Regions from separate parts of the Sus scrofa genome. Here region 2 is linked to region 1. The links are chromatin contacts, called in public promoter capture Hi-C maps. All regions are on one chromosome and are shown on one strand. The core of a region is the stretch at or near the end of the contact, and the rest is flanking DNA. Distances in the headings are between cores, read along the strand shown. Region 1 holds the start of PTGER3 (prostaglandin E receptor 3). Region 2 overlaps LOC106507649 (a long non-coding RNA gene).

What was found. Promoter capture Hi-C pulls out the DNA fragments that hold promoters and counts their contacts.
Region 2: a contact with region 1 is called in a promoter capture Hi-C map of fetal liver, with 5 times the contacts expected there. The contact joins the enhancer-like site here to the promoter of PTGER3 in region 1. A contact is called at or near these places in 3 of 5 promoter capture datasets (fetal liver and liver) and 16 of 47 Hi-C or Micro-C datasets (alveolar macrophages, brain, embryonic fibroblasts and 11 more).

Annotation. Positions count from the first base shown.
Region 1 is chr6:141,957,945-141,960,875 of Sscrofa11.1, forward strand. It overlaps PTGER3 (prostaglandin E receptor 3), which reads left to right and starts at 1,498. Exons shown (of 3, transcript NM_213834.1): 1 at 1,498-2,346. The coding sequence starts at 1,519.
Region 2 is chr6:142,136,217-142,139,147 of Sscrofa11.1, forward strand. The region is part of intron 3 of LOC106507649 (a long non-coding RNA gene); the gene reads right to left. It also overlaps a transcript of PTGER3 not described here. Among named protein-coding and RNA genes, the nearest start is that of PTGER3, 180 kb to the left of the region's middle. Within about 2 kb of position 1,560, at least 3 of the 83 cell types and tissues checked have an H3K27ac peak or open chromatin away from gene starts, as enhancers often do. A contact at or near this core is called in fetal liver, where this site is marked.

The DNA.
Region 1 (2,931 bases), core at 248-2,747:
AGTCTATAGGTTTTTAAAATCTTTTCATTTCCTGGACAAGATGAACAGGCAGAAAAACCAGGCTCTCCCTAGATTTGAGAACAGCTGGTCTTAACATTGATTTTCACCTATTGAGAGTGGTTATGGTATCCATGTAAAGAACACTGTGCTTCAGGTAAAAAGATGGAGACTGAGAATTGCTAAAAGATTTGGGCACTTCCTTTAACTTCATGGAACCTCAGTCACCTCACCTTAAAAGAAGAAGGAATAATACTAACAGGACCTTGGGCCATGTCTGGGAAAAAAACATGGTTGTAGAAACATAAAATACTGGTTTAACAAAAGATTAGGTGAAGGCCTTCATACATGTAAATACAGTTTCTAGTCCTAACTGCATAAGAATGGGCAAGGGTTGGAAAAAGATGGTGGGAGGCTCTATAAGAGCTTGCCTCTTGCCTCTGCCCTTCTCCCCCGTTCCTCTCCAGCTCCTTAGGCAGGCAGACTTTGATTTCAGTATCTTAGATGCGCTGAGATAAATGAGATAGTGAATGGCTGCCACCTGCCTCTAGCCACTTTTGCCCTAGATGAATTTTTTTTTTTTTTTTTTTTTTTTTTTTTAGGAAGGGAAGAATGTGGTGGTGGTGGGTGGTAGTTGGGATTTCTTTATTTTTGAATTCCACCATCTGATTTTATTTTGTTTTCCTGTACTAAGTTTACAGTTTCAAGTGTTCCTCTGGGACAGAGCAACTTGGCCTGCTCACGATCACGCTAGTAGTCCCGAGGTAGTAAAGGAAAAACGTCCACTCTCCTCTCTGCAACAGGTTTGCTTACATTGCTCAGGGTCAAGTGAGATACACCTGCCCGGTTACAAAAGAGCTTCGGGAGGACGATCTGGTCCTTGCACAAGTGCCTGTGGATGGAGAATGAGGGGGGCGGGGACTCAGGTCCGCCTGGACAACAGGCTGGAGGTAGCGTAGCCTCCGCCGCCCACCGACGCTCGTCTGGCAGAGAACCCGAGGAGGCGCCAAGCGGGGCAAAGCGCCCTGGCTGGGCGTCGGGTCCGGCCAGGACCTGGGGCATTTCGAGAGGAGTCGTCCGGAGGGTTTTCCCAGCCCCGGCGGCCAACCCGTGGTCACGCTGCAGCGGAGAGAGGCGCGCAGCTGCTGCTGCATCCTCCTCCTACCTCACGGGCGCCCCGCCCCCCTCGGGCTTATACAAGGCCCCGGGCACCTCGGCTTGCCCGGCCTCTGAACGCTTCCCGGAGCCGACGGCGCGGCTGCGGCGCGGCCAAAAAGCCCTGGCGCCGCCTCCGAAGAGGCGAAGTAAGGCGGCGGCTGCGCCCCGCATCATGGAGGGCAGCCCAGCCCCAGCCTCAGCCCTGGTCGCCACAGACAGCCTCCGCCGCCCGCGTCCCGTCTGCCGGCTCCCGTTGCTTCTCTCTGGGCGCCATCCCCTCCTCACCTCGAGGACAACATGAAGGAGACCCGGGACCAGGGGGGCGCCCCTTTCTGCACGCGCCTCAACCTCTCCTACTCGGGCATGTGGGCGCCCGAGCGCTCCGCTGAGGAGCAGGGCAACCTCACGCGCTCCCTGGGGTCCAGCGAGGATTGCGGCTCAGTGTCCGTAGTCTTCCCGATGACCATGCTGATCACTGGCTTCGTGGGCAACGCGCTGGCCATGCTGCTGGTGTCGCAGAGCTACCGGCGCCGGGAGAGCAAGCGCAAGAAGTCGTTCCTGCTGTGCATCGGCTGGCTGGCGCTCACCGACATGGTCGGACAGCTGCTTACCAGCCCGGTGGTCATCGTCCTGTACCTGTCCCACCAGCGCTGGGAGCAGCTCGACCCGTCCGGGCGGCTGTGCACCTTTTTCGGCTTGACCATGACCGCCTTTGGGCTCTCCTCGCTCTTCATCGCCAGTGCCATGGCCGTCGAGCGGGCGCTGGCCATCCGGGCACCGCACTGGTACTCGAGCCACATGAAGACGAGCGCCACCCGCGCGGTGCTGCTTGGCGTGTGGCTGGCGGTGCTCGCCTTCGCCCTGTTGCCGGTGCTGGGCGTGGGCCAGTACACCATCCAGTGGCCCGGGACGTGGTGCTTCATTAGCACCAGGACAGGGGGCAACGAGACTAGCTCCGAGAACAACTGGGGCAACATTTTCTTCGCTTCTGCCTTTTCATTCTTGGGGCTCTCAGCGCTGGTTGTTACCTTTGCCTGCAACCTGGCTACCATTAAGGCTCTGGTGTCCCGCTGCCGCGCCAAGGCCACGGCGTCGCAGTCCAGCGCCCAGTGGGGCCGGATCACGACTGAGACGGCCATCCAGCTCATGGGGATCATGTGCGTGCTGTCTGTCTGCTGGTCGCCGTTGCTGGTAGGTAGTTTCAGAGTATGGGAGTTTGGAGGAGGGGAGGAGTGCGCGCCGGCGGGCTGTGGAGACTTCCGGAAGTGGCAGCCCCTGCGGGGTTGTGTTTGCAACCGCGGAACTTTGGAAGGGCCCCTGCCCGCGCTATGATGGTCGCGGCTGTGGAGCTGAGCTCCTTACTTACTTTCTGAGCACCTTTCTGGTGCCAGGCATTGCATTAGGCTCTGATGGTGCACACATGGAGACCAACTTATTTCAAAACGTTGCTCGCATTCTAATCAAAGTAAGGGAATGCCCAGGTATCGTTTCAGCGCTTGTGCAAAAGCAGAGGTTCTCCTGGGTGCACTGGAAGCGGTGTGGCGATGACAACTGTACTCGGTGCTCTGGGTTTTCTCCTTACTTCAGATACCTCTCGCACGTCGAGTGATTTTTCAGTCTGCAGCAGCGCTTTACCTGCGACCTACCGCAGACTGGCACAGCGATCTTGCAGCTGTCCCCCCGCAGCAGCCGGGCCGGCGCTCAACCCGCTTGCAGGCTCGTATCTGACTTGGAGACAGGAGAGTGAAGACGCATCCTGCCGCTTGGCCAGCCTCA
Region 2 (2,931 bases), core at 310-2,809, 180 kb after region 1:
CAGTGACTTCAACTGAATTTCCTGCCACCCTGGCTGAATAGGCTTAGAGAATAATTTCAGTTGATTTTATAAAAATAGATAAATGAGATATTTCACGTGTAGCTGTGTTTGTGGTCTGAATGTCACACCTGCCACACAGACTTTAACATCGCATAGAACGAGGGCTGAATAACCCTTAGGTACCCTGTTTAATTTCTCTGAGTCTCCACTCTCTCCATGTGCAAAAAGGAGATAAAAGTAGAACTTAATTCATAAAGGACTGCAGGTAGTGAGGATTAAGAGAATGTAAGGTTCAGTGCATGGAACACAGTGAGTGGTCAATAATGGTTGTTATTTTGACTCCGTTTTTAAAATGAATCGACAAGAAGTGGGACACAAAACATTCAGCCATTGCACAAATACGAGTTGCAAAGAGCAAAACACCACCAGTTATGCATGCTGTTTACAAGATAAAAATAAATTATTAATAGTTCTTCAAGAGAAATACCACTATCCCTCACAGGAAGAATATGAGAATTTGGCCAAGGAAAAACACGAACCACCTCCCACAACCTTACCAACATGGAACCAGGTCCCTCAGATCAACAAGTTTATTAGAGCTCAAACTCATGGAAAAGAACAATAGAGAAGCAATTCAAAGTACTTAATAGGGCAATGGCTTTTAAAAGATCAACTGCCACCCTTATCCTCCTTTTTCCCCACCCTTCCTCCAACACAACCACATCTGAGGATAAAGATATTTATAATTCTCTGGAGACTAACTGTAATAAACTTTTGACAAGCAGGCTGGTAAACCTGATAAAAAGTATCTTAATATGACAGATATACTTCTCAAATGGAATGTGGGAGGGGAGAACATACTTTAATTTTTGATAAGCTAAAATAGCACCTTAAAAATGGAATGACCCCGCATAAGGATTTAACAGCAGAGTCAATTTCAAGTCAGATAAGCCTCTAGCTATTAGGTAATCAGGTTTGCATTCATATTAGATTTCACATTAGAAGGCTTAGCATGACCTTAGGGGCTCCTTATTCTTGCCTTCCTCTATCCCGCCCAAATCATTTGAAATTAATCACTAGTCTCTGATCTGTTCCCCAGTGGCCTATGATGGAAAGAATCATGATTTAACAATTCCACAAATATTTTTTGAGGCTTTGTGCTAAACCCAGTAGCAAGGACACAGAGATGGACATGGTTCCTGCTGTCTGCCCCATCTCAAAACCCCAGCACAGGCTCCCCAGCTTCTAACAGGTCCACTTAGTTCTGCCCACCACCTGAACCACTTCCTGTGGCTCCAGCCACCCCCAAGTATGCCTTGGCATTTTTGCTTTCCTGTGTGATTACAGGGCAGCTATGACTCAAGATTCTGAACTCCTGAGGGTGAGCCTTTCTGCTGAAAAAGAGAGAAACTCAAGCATGAATTTCCTCCAATGCTTCTATTTTGCAGAATAAGGCTTTCACTTTGGCTCCTATTGCAGTTCTTGTTCTAGAAGTCTATGTTTCTCTAGACCCTGCTCAGGTGGCATGTGCCTTAATTTGATCAGTCCTGCCTCCCTGTGGATGGAAGTTATTATCCAGAGCATAACTTTGGTGTCTATGACTCTGTCACCAGCAGACAGACTTCCCTATTGACACTCTCTGGAATTTCCAAAATCCACTCGCCCTTAACTTTGTGTCCACATCTAGGGAACTGAGCTGCAAAAGGTTAAACCACCCAAATCCCAAGGACAGATATTTGGCAGCTAGTATTCATTGAATAAGGGAATAAAACATTCAGTCATTCATTGAGTATTGAATAAGTGCATGCTTGTGTCAGACACTATGTCAAATGCTGGAGCTTTAGAGACGGGAAGAATTAAACCTATTTATCAAGGAGTACATAGTCTCAAAGGGAAAACAAAGAGGAAGCAAACAATTATAAGGGATAAACAAGAAATATTCAAAAACACAATGGGAACGTGGAAAAGGAGAGCCAAATTTGGTTGTGAAAGATAGGGTGGTGTCATAGCAGAGGTGGGGTTGGAAGGAGTTGTCAAAATGAGATAGGGGGATCCTGTATGGAAAATTGCCAATAGGTGAAGTGTACCGAGTGGAGGTATATAGATTCCAGGCAGGGCAAACAGCCATGCAAAGGCCTGGGATAAAGAACAGCATGGTATATCCATGATATAAGAACCTTATATGTTTTGCTTTGGAGTTTAATCTTTATCTTATAGGCCCAAAATAGCAAATGAAATTAATCTTGAGGCTTATTGGTTCTTGCCTGTCACGGTACTCAATAAAGTCAGTTACAGACAAGGAAGAGAAGACTAACACAACGCTGCCAGTTTACAATCTAAGCACAGACAATCTCAACTCCCTGAAGAGTTTTGTTAAATTTGGAGAATAATGTGTCTGGATGTTTCTTTCTTGCCACCCCAATTGGGAAAGCTTTTTCAGGATGGAGCCAGATCTCATGGGCTTGTCTAGGGATCATGAAAGATCCTCTATCTTTCCAGCTATTTTTCATTCAAAGTAAACAGCCCATAGGTTCTGAATTGTGATAACTGCCCTTGAGAAGGAAATAGCAACTGGAGGAAAGGAATAAGCAGACAAAGAAAAATGAATAGTGTAATAAATGTCCTAAAGGTACATTTTTAACATCTAGAGAAGAAAGAACAGCAAAATCTTCCTGATGGTTGGAAAACGCATCATTGAGTAGATGATCAAAGATCCTTGCATGTCAAGTGGGAGTCTGAGGGTGGAGAAGGGTGTTCACAGATGAAGAAACAGCCTGAGCTAATAGCACACCATGCATGAGAGTCAACGTCTCTTCAGTGAACAGCACACCAGCTTGGCACTGCCAGGGTGGTGGAGGACCAGGGCTGGTGGAAGACATACCTAACAAGGGCAGGTTGGGCAGTTGTGCAGGGCCTTGTATAACGTGCTGA